4 separate regions of the Mus musculus genome follow, and all the other regions are linked to region 1. Evidence: chromatin contacts called from public Micro-C and promoter capture Hi-C data. All regions are on one chromosome and are shown on one strand. Each heading gives the region's core, a stretch centred on a gene start, on an enhancer-like site or on the middle of the called end of the contact. The rest is flanking DNA. Distances are from core to core; before and after follow the strand shown. Region 1 holds the start of Abhd15 (abhydrolase domain containing 15). Region 2 holds the start of Cdk5r1 (cyclin-dependent kinase 5, regulatory subunit 1 (p35)). Region 3 holds the start of Crlf3 (cytokine receptor-like factor 3). Region 4 holds the start of Suz12 (SUZ12 polycomb repressive complex 2 subunit).

What was found. Hi-C and Micro-C count contacts between places; a contact is called where the count stands out from the background. Capture Hi-C pulls out chosen DNA fragments and counts their contacts.
Region 2: a Micro-C map of embryonic stem cells shows a contact between it and region 1, with 5 times the contacts expected there. The contact joins the promoter of Cdk5r1 here to the promoter of Abhd15 in region 1. A contact is called at or near these places in 1 of 484 Hi-C or Micro-C datasets (embryonic stem cells) and 1 of 9 other capture datasets (liver).
Region 3: a promoter capture Hi-C map of adipose tissue shows a contact between it and region 1, with 2.7 times the contacts expected there. The contact joins the promoter of Crlf3 here to the promoter of Abhd15 in region 1. A contact is called at or near these places in 1 of 39 promoter capture datasets (liver) and 2 of 9 other capture datasets (adipose tissue and liver).
Region 4: a contact with region 1 is called in a promoter capture Hi-C map of liver, with 2.2 times the contacts expected there. The contact joins the promoter of Suz12 here to the promoter of Abhd15 in region 1. A contact is called at or near these places in 2 of 39 promoter capture datasets (liver and pre-B cells) and 1 of 9 other capture datasets (liver).

The regions. Positions count from the first base shown.
Region 1 is chr11:77,513,229-77,516,676 of GRCm38.p6, forward strand. It overlaps Abhd15 (abhydrolase domain containing 15), which reads left to right and starts at 1,889. Exons shown (of 2, transcript NM_026185.4): 1 at 1,889-2,824. The coding sequence starts at 1,971. It overlaps Trp53i13 (transformation related protein 53 inducible protein 13), which reads right to left and starts at 45. Exons shown (of 7, transcript NM_001024920.1): 1 at 1-45. The coding sequence starts at 3.
Region 2 is chr11:80,475,459-80,478,906 of GRCm38.p6, forward strand. It overlaps Cdk5r1 (cyclin-dependent kinase 5, regulatory subunit 1 (p35)), which reads left to right and starts at 1,565. Exons shown (of 1, transcript NM_009871.3): 1 at 1,565-3,448. The coding sequence starts at 2,051. The coding sequence ends at 2,974.
Region 3 is chr11:80,079,335-80,082,782 of GRCm38.p6, forward strand. Crlf3 (cytokine receptor-like factor 3) reads right to left here and starts at 1,657. Exons shown (of 8, transcript NM_018776.2): 1 at 1,450-1,657. The coding sequence starts at 1,578.
Region 4 is chr11:79,991,573-79,995,020 of GRCm38.p6, forward strand. Suz12 (SUZ12 polycomb repressive complex 2 subunit) reads left to right here and starts at 1,534. Exons shown (of 16, transcript NM_199196.2): 1 at 1,534-2,027. The coding sequence starts at 1,748.

The sequences.
Region 1 (3,448 bases), core at 639-3,138:
CATTTCAGCTGGGCCAGCAGTCCCGCCAACCAACTAGCTGCAGCGCCACTCGCTCGCGCGCGCCCGCGACCCCGCGCCGCTCGCGCGCCCACGTAGACCGCGGCTCGCGCACTGCCTTGCTCCCTCCTCGCCCGGCCTCGTGCCCCGCCCCCCCTACCGCCAGGCCCGCCCCCGCCCCGCCCCGCCTCGCCTACCGCCAGGCCCGCCCCCGCCCCGCCCCGCCTACCGCCAGGCCCGCCCCTGCCCGCCTCCAGGCCGGCGCACGCGTCCTGAACCCAAAGCCGGAAAAGTTAGTCGCCAAGGATCTCCTGGTCTCCAAGCCCATGGAACCACCTCCCTCGGCCGAGATGCGTCCCGGAGCGTTTGTGCGACCATCAGAGCGCAACTGTATCGCCTGAGTAGAATCTTGGAACCCCGCAAAGGGCAGGAAGTGAGATCCTTAAGGACCGGGTGACCCAGGTGGAGACTTGTGTGCTCTTTTGGCAAACCCGCTCAACACGGAATTATGAAATCCTAGCTGTCCCAGAGAGAAGGTCCCGGCTCTAGCGCTTCACCTTCACGTTGCTCCAGTCCTGCTCTCGCTAATAATAAGAACTGAGCCCCGAGCTGTTTTGGGAGGGTCTTAGGCCCAGAAGCCTTAAGAAGCCAGAGCTTTCTTGATTCCCGCTCTCCTTTGCCCAAGGAAACACTGGTCCGAGGAGCTACAGTGCTCAGCTCGGCCTCCCTTGCAAGGGAGCGCTGCAAAGGAAATCCAGCTAAGGATTGACGCCCAATCAAAAGTTTGAAACAGGCCTGCGAGATGGCTCAGTGGGAAACGGTGCTGGCCGCCAGCCTGACGACCAGAGTTTAATCTGTGGACCTAAGTGATTGAAGGAGGGACCTGATTCCCACAGATTGTCCTCTGACCTAGACACACACACATACACACACCCCTAAACAAATCTTTTTAGGTTTGAAATACATCAAAAAATAGTTATTTCAGGCCTCTCCCATGTGCCCGGACTTATTTCACCCACCCCTGCAGAAATGACCAGATGTTGATCTGACCTAAAGAACCACACTTCTCTCTACCAAAGCCCCACCGCGGGGCTAAGCATCCCTTAATCCTCTCCCTCAACATATTCGGCCAGACTCGAGCCTCTTTCCTTTCCTACAGTCCTTCTTGATAAGTAGTGGAGACGCCTAACTCTTGGAAAGCGTCCTTGGGGGTGGGCTGGGAAGGCCACAAGTGTCTACCGGCTAGTGCCCGGATGCCCTCCAGAGAAACGACAGCCACCTCCCTCAAACTCGTGGTCAGGGTCAGATGCTTCAGTCTGCCTCTGGCCAGGTGCAGAGTCCCAGCCCTACTGAGTTATCGCCCAGTTGCTGGTCCTGGCTGGGCGGCAGGGCCAGGCGAAGGAGAGAGAGATAACACGTCTCTAGCTGCAAAGGCAGCAGCGAGTGGGGAAAGTGAAGCCAGCGAGGGATCAGCGCTTTGCTCCCTTCTTGCTTTTTTGCTACTCCTCAATAGCGGATCCTGAGGGTGCAGTGACCCAGGGTCTCCCCTGGAGCCAGACTTCATTGAGGGCAAGGGTAGAAGCAGGCACCTCCCGTTCACCCAGGCCTCCAGCCTCACCCCCTCCCCAATCCTTTCCTAGCACTCCTTGTTCCGCTCTCTCTGGTTGGCCCTCAGGTCCTCGCTCCCGCTTTGTGGCCCGGCTCTCTTTCACCCTCTGCTCCAGCTTGTCGCAATCGCTGTACAAAGGGCTGGGGGCGGGAGTGGGGGGGCGGGCGAGGGGAGCTCGACCCGAACTGGCTGTCTCCTCCTGACCACGACCAATCCGGAGCGCGCGCGCCCTCCTGCTTGGGAGGACTCTTGACAGCCACGGGCGGCCGGGCGGAGCCGCGCGGACAGAACGAGGAGCCCGACGAGAGGACAGCTCCGCTCCCCGCAGCCCAGTGCCTCCCTCCGGGGACTGTCCTGCCAGGCCATGCCTCCGTGGGCGGCCGCTCTAGCGCTGCTACTGGCGGCGCTCGCCTTGCTCCTCCTGCGACCCTGGAAGCGCGCTGTCGGAGCGCGAACCTCAGTCCGGGACCACGAGGAGCAGGAGGTGGCGAGCGGAGGCCCCGCGGATCAGTTCAGCGACCGGCGCGAAGCGCTCCCCGGAGGCTGCAGCCTCATTTGCAAGCCGTCGGCGCTGGCCCAGTGCCTGCTGCGCGCTCTGCGACGCTCGGCGGCGCTGGAACCCAGCCCCCGCTCCTGGCTGTCGGGACCCCACCTGCAAACCTTCTGCCACTTCATCCTGCCAGTCGGGCCCGGGCCTGAGCTAGCCCGTGAGTACCTGCAGCTGGCAGATGATGGGCTGGTGGCTCTGGATTGGGTCATAGGACCTTGTGCCAGGGGCCGCCGGGTCACCAACCCTGGGAGCCTCCCTCCAGTGCTGTTGGTAATCCCCAATGCATGGGGACGCCTCACTCGCAATGTACTGGGGCTCTGCCTGCTCGCCCTGGAGCGCGGCTACTACCCGGTCATCTTCCATCGCCGCGGCCACCACGGTTGCCCGCTAGTCAGCCCCAGACTACAGCCTTTCGGGGACCCGTCCGACCTCAAGGAGGCGGTGACTTACATTCGCTTCCGACACCCGGCGGCCCCCCTGTTCGCGGTGAGCGAGGGTTCAGGGTCCGCGCTGCTGCTGTCCTACTTGGGGGAGTGTGGCTCCTCCAGCTATGTGACTGGCGCCGCCTGCATCTCGCCAGTGCTACGCTGTCGCGAGTGGTTCGAGGCTGGCTTGCCTTGGCCCTATGAACGTGGGTTCTTGCTGCACCAGAAAATCTCTCTCAGCAGGTGGGTAACGGGAACAGAAGTCTACAGCTCTGCCTGGTATGGGAACAGAGCTTTGTGGGTAGGTTGGGGCAAAGTTCTCACGAGGTTTCCAAAGCTGTTCAAACCCTATAATTGACATAGAGCCAGGAAAGTGGGTTTCAAAGCCATATTAGCCCCAGGGCCTCCGTTAGGGCCCCATCAGTTCATCTCAGTCGCAGGTGTCCTAGCAACCGGTGGTCAGCAGAGGCCTGCACCTGGCATTTACCACTTAGTCCATAGCTAGATAGGTCAACAAACAGGGCTCTGGAAGCAATTGCGGCCGATTATCTGTCCAGAATATTTACCTTCAGGCTCTGAGCCAGGAGGTGGCAGGAATGAGAGATGTACAGTCTTTGGTTTTTTTAAATCCTTCAATCTGACAGATGTTTTACATATTTCTAGGTGAGTACACAACACTTATTCCTGTGTTTGTTCTTTCTGAGTCAAGGTCTCATACAACTCTGGCTGCACAGCTGAGGGTGTGTGTCCCTGAACTCCAGACCCTCAGCCTTTGCCTCCTAAGTGCCAAAATTACAGGCATCAGACACCGCACACATAAAAAACAAAAACAAAAACAAAACCCAGATCTCCAGAGGGAGAACAGTT
Region 2 (3,448 bases), core at 315-2,814, 3.0 Mb after region 1:
GCCTTTCCAGGTAGAAGAAACATTGGGGGAGCTGGTCTGAAAGGCCTTAGGAAGATGGCTTACAGCCTACTATGATGAAAAGGAAGAGACCCAGGGCCGCCCTACTGAAGAGCAGCTAGGGGGTTGAGTCTGACCCTTGAGGCTCGGTCTCAGTGTCAGTGTTGAGAGCGCTCTTGGAGAGGGTTTTCGTTGGAGCTGGTATGGTGGCTCATGCCTGAATCCTAACTGAACATTGAAGCAGGAGGATGGCAAGGTGCTGGCGGCCTGTGTCTCAAGGAAAGGTTCCAAGTCATGGATTAATTTTGAGCAGAGTTGTTAGAAAGCCAGTGTGACACTGGCCTTCATTCCCCGTCCCCCAATGTAATTATTTACTCTCCCCCTTCCCGGTTTGAGTTGAAGTCTCCATCCTCACCACAGCACGTCCTACTACTGGCTCTGGACCATACTCCAGAGCTGTGAGCTAACACTTCATTATTTCGTTTATAGGTTACCCAGTGTCAGGTGCTGTGTTCTAGTAATAGCAGGTACCACTCTGTTCTATGAGAAACATTGTTAGGAAGGGGCCACAGCGAAGCTAGCCATCCTGTGTGCTTGGTAAGGTCCTGGAAAAACTTTTTTTGGGGGGTGGGGTGGGGTGGTAACAGGGCAGGGCACTTACCTCTCTGGTCACCCTGGTCCCTAACCTGGAAGTACTTAAGCCTAATGACCTCAACAAGATTCTTGTTTTGGGTGTTTTCAGGAATTCTCTCAGGTTCGGAGTTGGGAGTCTGAGTTAAGATACAGGTTGGCTTATTTGACAATTTGGGTCTCCAGAACCAGTCCAGAATGAATGACTTGTAATTCGGCAGTGGCCTTTGTGAAGGACATGGAGGCTGATTGTGAACTATGTGTCGGTAGTCAGAACCAGATTTTCTTGCAATTTTACTGTCATCAAGTTTTAAAATGGGCAAATAAGAAACTGGCCTAAAGGCGCAGCAGCTTCAATTTTGACAGCCTCCGTGATAGGATCTCTAGGCCGCCCTCATCCTTCTGGCCTGGCTTTCCTAGAGTCTTAATGGGTGCCGGGCTTTTACGCTGATGCTGATTGCGGCTCTTCCTTTCTCCAGCGCCCGGGCCAGCTCTCCGCACCGCCCGCAGCCTCTGCCAAGGGGGCCGCGGCGGGAACAAAGGCAGCACGTGTCTGGGCGGGGCCCGCCCTCCGCCCCGCCCGCCCCCTCGCCCTCCCGCCCGCCCTCCCGCCTGGAGAGCTCCGCTGCGCGGCGCCGGAGCTCACGAGGCCGGGCTCCGCGCGCGGCGCAGGCACCTTCCAGGTGGAGACCCGGCTTCGCGCGTTCCCGCCGCCCGCGCCGTGTCCCGTAATGGGCGCGCCCACTAGAGGCGCCACCGTGCGCCGCTCGCGCTGAGGGACGCGAGTGGCGGCGACCTGGCGGCGAGACCGAGCGGGCGTGTGGACCGCGCGCGCGATCCGGAGAGGCGGCTTGCAAGGCGCGCGCCGGGGCGGGGCGGGGCGGGGCCGGCGGGCTCGCGGCGGAGACGCAGGCGGGGGCCGGGCGGGGGCGGGGCCGCGGCGTCTGCAGAACCTTGGACAGAAGCAGGGAGCCGCCGCCGCGCCGAGTCGAGCACCCGGGCCGCGGCGCGCATTGCGGAGGGCCTGGGACGCAGCGGCTGCGCCTGCCGCGGGAGCCTGCCTGACTGCGGGTAAGCCTGCGCGGACCGGGGCCGTGTGCGCGGCCTGGTTGGATTCCTGCTGCGGAGGCCACTGCGGCTCTTTGACCGGTGCCGCAGTGGAAGCACAGGCTGGGGCTCGACGGGGCCGCAGCCCGGGGGTTCGGGCCTCGGAAGTGCGAGCGGAGGGGCGCGGCGTGGAGCCCCGCCCGGGGCTGAGAACCATCTTGTTTTCCACGCAGATCCGCAGGACTAAACGCGTCGTGTCCCGGGAGCGCCTCCTTTCTCTCTGCGGCCGCTACAGGCTCGGTAAGCCTTTACCCCCCTCCAGCCGGCAGGCTGGGCGCGCGGGGGTGCCGGCCCCTGCCGGGCGCGCAGTGGCACCATGGGCACGGTGCTGTCCCTATCCCCCAGCTATCGGAAGGCCACACTGTTTGAGGATGGCGCGGCCACCGTGGGCCACTACACGGCCGTGCAGAACAGCAAGAACGCCAAGGACAAGAACCTGAAGCGGCACTCCATCATCTCGGTGCTGCCTTGGAAGAGGATCGTGGCGGTGTCAGCGAAGAAGAAGAACTCCAAGAAGGCGCAGCCCAACAGCAGCTACCAGAGCAACATCGCGCATCTCAACAATGAGAACCTGAAGAAGTCGCTGTCCTGTGCCAACCTGTCCACATTCGCCCAGCCCCCGCCGGCTCAGCCGCCCGCACCCCCAGCCAGCCAGCTTTCTGGCTCCCAGACTGGGGTCTCCTCTTCTGTCAAGAAGGCCCCGCACCCTGCCATCACCTCTGCAGGGACACCCAAACGGGTCATCGTCCAGGCGTCCACTAGTGAGCTGCTGCGCTGCCTGGGTGAGTTTCTCTGCCGCCGGTGCTACCGCCTGAAGCACTTGTCCCCAACGGACCCCGTGCTCTGGCTGCGCAGCGTGGACCGCTCCCTGCTTCTGCAGGGCTGGCAGGACCAGGGTTTCATCACACCGGCCAATGTGGTCTTCCTCTACATGCTCTGCAGGGATGTCATCTCCTCTGAGGTGGGCTCCGACCATGAGCTCCAGGCTGTCCTGCTGACCTGTCTGTACCTCTCCTATTCCTACATGGGCAATGAGATCTCCTACCCGCTCAAGCCCTTCCTGGTAGAGAGCTGTAAGGAAGCCTTTTGGGACCGTTGCCTCTCAGTTATCAACCTCATGAGCTCCAAGATGCTGCAGATCAATGCCGACCCACACTATTTCACACAAGTGTTCTCTGACTTGAAGAATGAGAGCGGTCAGGAGGACAAGAAGCGACTCCTCCTGGGGCTGGATCGGTGAGCCCCTGTAGCCGGTATCCTGGCTCAAGGATTCCACTTGTTTTTAAATTTTATTACTAAAAGAATCAAGTTTTGTGTACAGTATGTGTCTAGCAGAGCCACCAAGGGCCTCTTCCCACGTTCTTTCCTTGGGGTTTTTTTTTAGCCCTTTCAAGAACTCTGGGGACTTTCGAACTGATGAACCTTGCGCGAACCCAAAAGATGCATTCAGAGCCACTTCGGCTGCTGACCACTCACTTTCCGGGACTCAAGGGACTGACTTGCCCATGTCACCTGTACCCACGATGGATCCAGGGTAGATGAGGCTTCCCACTGTCCCATGATCGGAGCTGGGGCCCATGGCTGGTGGCCCTGGAGGAATCAGCCCTTTTCTGGGTATTGTTTCTCTTGAAGGCTCCTGGAGCTGGCTGTCCTGACTCAGGATCCAGGAGGTTGTGAGTGAGGCAAGATCTGCACAGCCCTGGGGCATCAGTGC
Region 3 (3,448 bases), core at 407-2,906, 2.6 Mb after region 1:
GGAGGCTAGCAAATATTTGAGTTCAAGGCCAGCCTCGTCTACAAAGCAAGTTCCAGGACGGTCAGAGCTACACAGAGAAACCCTGTTTCAAAAAAAATAAATGAATAATTAAAAAATTAAAATTTAAAAATGTTCGAGGGGGTGGTGTGGGAGGTGACTAAGATAAAATACACTGTATGCATACATGAAATTCACAGACTAAGCAGTACTATATAAAAGAGGGTATTTTAAACCTTTTTTTTTTAAATCCTAGATTTTCAACATTTATTTCAAAATAGCAGAAGGAATAATGCAGATTCTTTCCAAAGGAAATCCAGATGTCTGCATTGGAAGACCTTGAAAGTATTCACCAAATCAGGTTTAAATCATAAGTCGTATCTGGATTCTGATCCTAGTTCTAGCTCAACTGTTGATGCCTGGCCTACACCAGCTCTAGAGAGGTTTAAATTATTAGCAATGACAATATTCGAAGATTATCGCAGCACTACTTCACCATTTTCTGCTTCGGCACAGCAGCACTGGAGTTACCAGTGTGACGGTACCCTACAAAACTAGGCCTAGAGAAATTCTAATGAATTTCCATTTCCTCAAAAAGCATTAACTAAAGCACTTAATAGTAATGTGAGGATTATCTATCTTATCTAGCATTAGCAGGGGCTTATATCTTTTTCTGTATACCTTTGAGAGTGGAGAGGAGCCATGTGGCTTTCCGCTATCTCTGTTCGACCTTTCCTTGTGGAGAGATAACTGCAGTACTTGAAAGTGTATTTAGCCTCTTCTATTACCAGTCCTCTCTTAAAATCTGTTTTTCCATTTCCCTTCACCTTTGTATACCCTCCCTGAAACATCTTGTTTTGCTCCTTCTGCCCTTCAACATCCTTCACCTTCAGTTCTAGCCTGTCTAGAGATTACTCTAAAAGGTTGTTCAAGGCGTTCGGGATCTTGTGAGATGTTCAAATAACAACCCCCCCCCCCCCCCGTCCCCATTCATTCGGCATTAAGGTCACTGCTGCTCAACCTCTCCATTTCTCCTTACTTCTTCCCTCTCCCTCTACTTCGTCTCCACCTTTACTGTCCCCAGGTCAGTGCCCTCAGGCTTTCTAAACCGAGTTATCTGTCGCAGGTTTCCCCTGACTATGCCCTCTTCCTCCCAACTCTCTTTTCCGATCTTCACTCTGCGATCCCTCGGGTTTTGCTCCCGTGGTTCATCCTCGGACACCACCCCTACGCTCACCAAGTGCCCCGCGAGGCGGCTCAGGAGCGCTCCCCAAACTCTTTCTCAGTCCGCCAAACTTATCTTTCCCTTGAAGAACTCTGCAGGACCCACCTCCCCATGTCACGTCTCCCACAGGTCTGCGACCCACTTCCTCTGCTGAGCCTCGGGGCGCCCCCGCCGCGCGCGCCCACCCTCCGGCCCGCGCCCTCTAAGGCCCGCAGCGGCCCTCCGACCTGCCTCTGCGCCTCCCGCAGCCCCTGCAGCCGCTGGCCCAGCTCCCGCCGGTAGCTCTGCGCCGCCTCCACGTTCTCGCGGGCTTCCTGAAGCAGCACCTCGGGCTCCGGCTCCATCGCGCCCTTCATCTGGTCGCGCGGCCCGCCGGATTCCCGACTGCGCCTAGCTCCCGCGAGCGACCCCGAGCGGCCTCGCGCAGCGGAAGCGCCGCCCCGCCCTGCCCTGTCCTTCACGCCCCGCCCCCGCTGCCGCTTGATTGACAGACGCCGGGGGGTGGGGGTGGGGGGGACACAGGCACTAATGGCGCCTTGGTCTGAGTGAGTGAAACCTGCTGCGCCGTCTGCTCAGCTCCTCCTCCGGCCTCTTTGCTGCGCCCGCCTGGACACTTCCTCAGGAAACAAGTGGAGGCTAGAGTAGAAACACGTGAACACGTCTCTAAGTGCTTCCCACTTCTTATCTTACTGCACTACTTATCTGCCCTGCACAGTGGAGGAAGTGGAGGGACACAGAGGGGGGATCTACTCTCCTAAACTCAGTGCATGATCTCCAGGGCCGAGGCTACAGCTCTGGGCCTTAAATCGTCGCTGTACTACCTTCCTAGTAAATGCCAGCTGAGGCGGGAATTTTGGGAGGATACTTGACCCAGGCGCCACTACCTAGATACTCTTAGGAGGGAGGTGAAAGAGAGAGAGAGGCCCAAGTGATGACCAGCTGTACAGCAATCTTGGCAGAAGGCCAAGGCGAATGATGGCACGTTTTCTTCGGTAAGGGCCTCCCGATAAATATCTGCTGGCATGTGATAAAGTGTATGTTTCGCTGTATTAAGTAAATGGGTGTGACCATGTATAGTAAAAACAAGAGGAGCCGCTTGCTCCTGTGTTTCAGCCCTAAGAGAGGCCGGGGAAGGAGGGTTGCTTGGAATGGGGAGCAAAAAAGGCAGATTGGACAACAAGGATGTAAAAATAAACCTTTCAATACAGAATTTTAGATATGGCATAATAACTTTCACGTGTCACAACATGGTCTTTGTAATTTTCCCCCCAAACTATTAAAACGGTAAAAAGTGATCTGCTGAAAAGCCACACTAAAACTGGTTGGATTTGAGTCCTTAAATGAGCCATAAGCCCAAGGTGTGTAAATTGTCCTCAGCAGGATCAGACACGGTACAGGATTGTCTCAGGATTATGCAATGGATCTGTATTAGAGGCCAGATCGAAGATGTTCCAGGTCAGACTGTTCTTCCCACATGGGCGAAACATAGGGGCATACCCTCTACTCCCAGCTCTTGGGAAGATCTGGAACTCAGAACAGTTATCTGGTTGTTACGTAGTGAGTCTGGGAGAAACGTGAGTGATATAAAACACTGTCTGGAAAAAAAAAAAAGACACTTTCAAAAGTAGGGAGGGGGAGTTCCAGGCCAGCCTGGTCTATAAATAAATAAATAAATAAATAAAGTGGGGAGGGGAAGGAAGAGAGGAGAAGAAGAAATAAAAGAATACTTGAAAATAAGGAAAACAGCTGGGCAGTGGTGACAAACCCCTTTAGTCCCAGCCAGTGACAGGTAAATCTTTTGAGTTTGAGGCCTAAAGACTGAGTTCCACAATGGCCAGGGCTACACAGAGAAACCGTAATCTTCAAACAAACAAACAAACAAAAAATGAATAAATAAAATAAGAAAGTAAAGAAAATAGAAGGAAGCCCTTTTGAAAGAAAAATGGAGAGAGTGGCCAGAAGAGCTGTTTTTATCCTAAAGATAACATAGCCTAATACTTAGTAAATAGTTGGTATCTGCTAAATGAATTAAGGCATTAACCATGCGAGTAGAAAACAGTAGGACAAAGTAGGAAAGACAAACTTAAGGATAGGAGTAGGAGGAGAGTCTAATAAATATATGGACAAGAGTTGCTGAAAAGATAGAACAGAATACTATATTTGCAGGTAAAGTTTGGAAGGAACTACAGAGATGCCTCAGTGGTTAAGAGCTTTGATTGTTCCTCC
Region 4 (3,448 bases), core at 284-2,783, 2.5 Mb after region 1:
TTGCAGTAAGAAATATTCTTAAATACAGACTAGTATAATGAGAGCATTCTAAAGTTTCTTCTTAATATAAAACATAACGTGGGGTTGGACTTACAGCTCTGCAGTTGAGAGCACTGGCTGCTCTCTCAGAGATCTCTATTTGATTCTTAGCACCCACCCTAGGCCTCACAACCACCTGTGACTCCATTTCCAGGAGAGGCAACATCCTCTTTTGGCTGTAAGGACCGCAGCATACGACCTTGGTGTAGACTTAGGCACAGGGTTCCTCTGTATAGCCCTTGCTGTCCTGGAACTCACTTTGTAGACCAGGCTCGCATCAGAAATCTGCCTGCCTCTGCCTCCCAAGTGCTGGGATTAAAGGTGTGTGCCACCACCACCGAGCATAAAAACATTTTTAGAAAGTTAAAATATAAGCAATATAAGCTGGTTATTTTGTCTAACTTGAAATCCAAGTTATTCAGAGTAAGCCAATTTGTACCAACAGACTTAGGTCGGGTCTGTTTATCTTTTTTTTTTTTTTTTTTTTTTGGTTTTTCGAGACAGGGTTTCTCTGTGTAGCCCTGGCTGTCCTGGAACTCACTTTGTAGACCAGGCTGGCCTTGAACTCAGAAATCCGCCTGCCTCTGCCTCTGGAGTGCTGGGATTAAAGGCGTGCGCCACCGCCCAGTTTATCTATCTTTTTAAACAAGACACTCAAAACACAGCGTTCCTCACAAGCTTTTGGCAGTACAATAAATAAAACTTCAAGAAATGTCTTTACTTCGAATCACCTATTTGTCTCAGAGAAAATGAAGTATCTACTTTGCTCGCATCGTGTTGAGAAGCCACAACCCAATTCCACAGAATCCCAAAACCTCACATCACTTAACAAAACAAAACCAAGTCTCCTTAATTTCTGAGAAACGGCCGCCACAAAATAGGTCGCTCCCTTTCGTAGGCGAGCCCTTCACGTCCGACAACCCAGTGGCTGCGCTAGGGGATTTCGGCCATGGGTGGCTTGGGGCACGTGGCGGCCAGGGGATCCGATCTCCTCCTGCCTCAGTGGAGATGAGACTGAGCACACAGCACCCCCGGGGCAGGTCACTTCCTGAGACCACACAGTCTCGGGATCCGCGGTGGACCTCCGCTCCTTTCAAAGGCCCCTTCGCCTTCAGTTTCTCAGTCACCCGCCTCTCTCTCCAGGGGACCTCTGCCCCCCTGGGGGCGGCGACTGACGAAGCTCTCAAGGCGAGAAACGGCTCCCAAAGCCGCTCGCGAGTCCCCCTCTGCCCACAATGCACCGGGACGAGCAGGAAGGCCGCTCCGACCCCTCATTTTCCCGCGAATTCAGTTCAAAGAGGCGTCCGGGCCCGCGGTCGGCAGCGCGCACGGGCCAACCAAGCCGCGCCTCCGCGAGAAGCGCCTCCGCGTGACTGACGGGGGACTCTGCGGACCAACGGGCTGGGCGGCCCGGCGGCGCGCGCTCCCGCCGGCCAATCAGAGCGCCGGGCGGGGAAAGTGGGCGGAGCGAGGCCAGGGTAGGGTGAGCGGCCTCCGAAGCGGAGCGGGGCTCGGAGGAGACACTTTTTTTTTTTCCTCCCTCCTTCCCTCCTCTCCTCCTCCCTTCCCTTCCCCTCTCCTCCCCTCTCTCCTCCTTCCCCCCTCGGTCCGCTGGAGCCTGCTGGGGCGAGCGGTTGGTGTAGCAGGCGCGCTCACTCTCCGGGGCCGCCCGGCGGGTAGCTGGCGGGGGGAGGAGGCAGGAACCGCGATGGCGCCTCAGAAGCACGGCGGTGGGGGAGGGGGCGGCTCGGGGCCCAGCGCGGGGTCCGGGGGAGGCGGCTTCGGGGGTTCGGCGGCGGCGGTGGCGGCGGCGGCTTCGGGCGGCAAATCCGGCGGCGGGGGCTGTGGAGGCGGCGGCAGTTACTCGGCCTCCTCCTCCTCGGCGGCGGCCGCGGCGGCGGCGGCGGGGGCCGCGGTGTTGCCGGTGAAGAAGCCGAAAATGGAGCACGTCCAGGCTGACCACGAGCTTTTCCTCCAGGCCTTTGAGAGTGAGTGTGAGCGGCTTCGAGGGCAGGGGTGCCCCTCTCCGGCGTTCGGGGCACGGGGCACTCCGCCGGGTTCTCGGAGAGTCCACTTGCTTTGGGAGTGGAGGGAGGACTCGCTGGGGAACGCCGGGGTCCCGAGCAGGTCCCTGACTCCCGGAAGGGTCGCCCCGGGGCCCCCAGGTTCAGAGCAGCCTTGGAGGTGGGGACGTGACGGTTGAACTGAGCGCATATAGATCCCGAGACGAGTTGGTGTTTTCGTTTGTGTCTTCCTTACTCCACAAGTACAGGGATTATAGTTGTAGGTTTCGGGGGGACGAGACACAGCCTGTCCGGAGATGAGTGTTGTAAAGCCGAGGAAATTGTCATGGGTCTGAAATGCGTTCGTACCCACTCTGGCTGCGTGTGAGTGAACACGCAGCATTTGAAACCTTTTAAGCTTTTCAAACCTTTCCGCCCATTTTATGGGTGCGTAGACTGAGAGAGACAGAATGGGGCAAGCGTCCTCTCCGTGGACAACCTTGGAGTTGTTTCTTAATTCCAGAACATTTTTTTTTTAAATCCCGGTTTTTCGTTTTAAAAGATGCGTGGAGGGCGAAACTGACTTTTTTGGAAAGGGGATCACACAGTGCCTGGAAACAAACAATAGAATTTATAAACATTATGACTATAAATAAAATTGTTACTAAGTGGGCATTATATCCTGATGGTTTTGCACCTCTTTTGTGTAGATAGTGGAATTTAGCAATCTTCTAGCTGGGTATTTTACGGCAACTTGAATGAAGTCAGCTTTGCCGTTGAATCTCTTTATTTACACTATATCCGTGGCATATGTTATGGGCTTTGGTATCAGCTGTGCTTGGAAAGACGTTTTACATTGTTTTAATACTCTTCCTTCATTTTCATTGATTCTTCGTGAAATTCTTATTGGAATTTAATACAAATCATTTCGATTTTTGAATATTGAAACAGATAATTGGTCATGCTTCAGAGATCGTTATTCTTTTGCTTAATATACTTTTACAAAAATCTGAAAAGCTTTTAAATATAATCAGAACTGAAGGACAGTAATGAGAATAAATACACTTGTTTGTACCTCTTCTAAGACATCTCATCTCCTTTTACTTTAACTTGAAACTAAAACTAAATTGAAGATTAATTGGAAATTTAAAACTTTCTAAATGTTATGAGAAAACCAATCCTCTAGGAAGGTTTTAACTACTAGCTTTCAATGAAATCCACTTGCAAGAAAACAGTTACCATTAAGAGTTAGATCTTTTTTTTACCCCTAATACTTAATTCAGTTTCTAGACATTAAGTTCTTAATGTAATTATTAATATAGGTATTTGTAATTACATTACCATGTCTTAAAGAAATGTGATTCTGGTAGTTATCTAATATTACTGGAATGGGGGAGTTGTAGGAA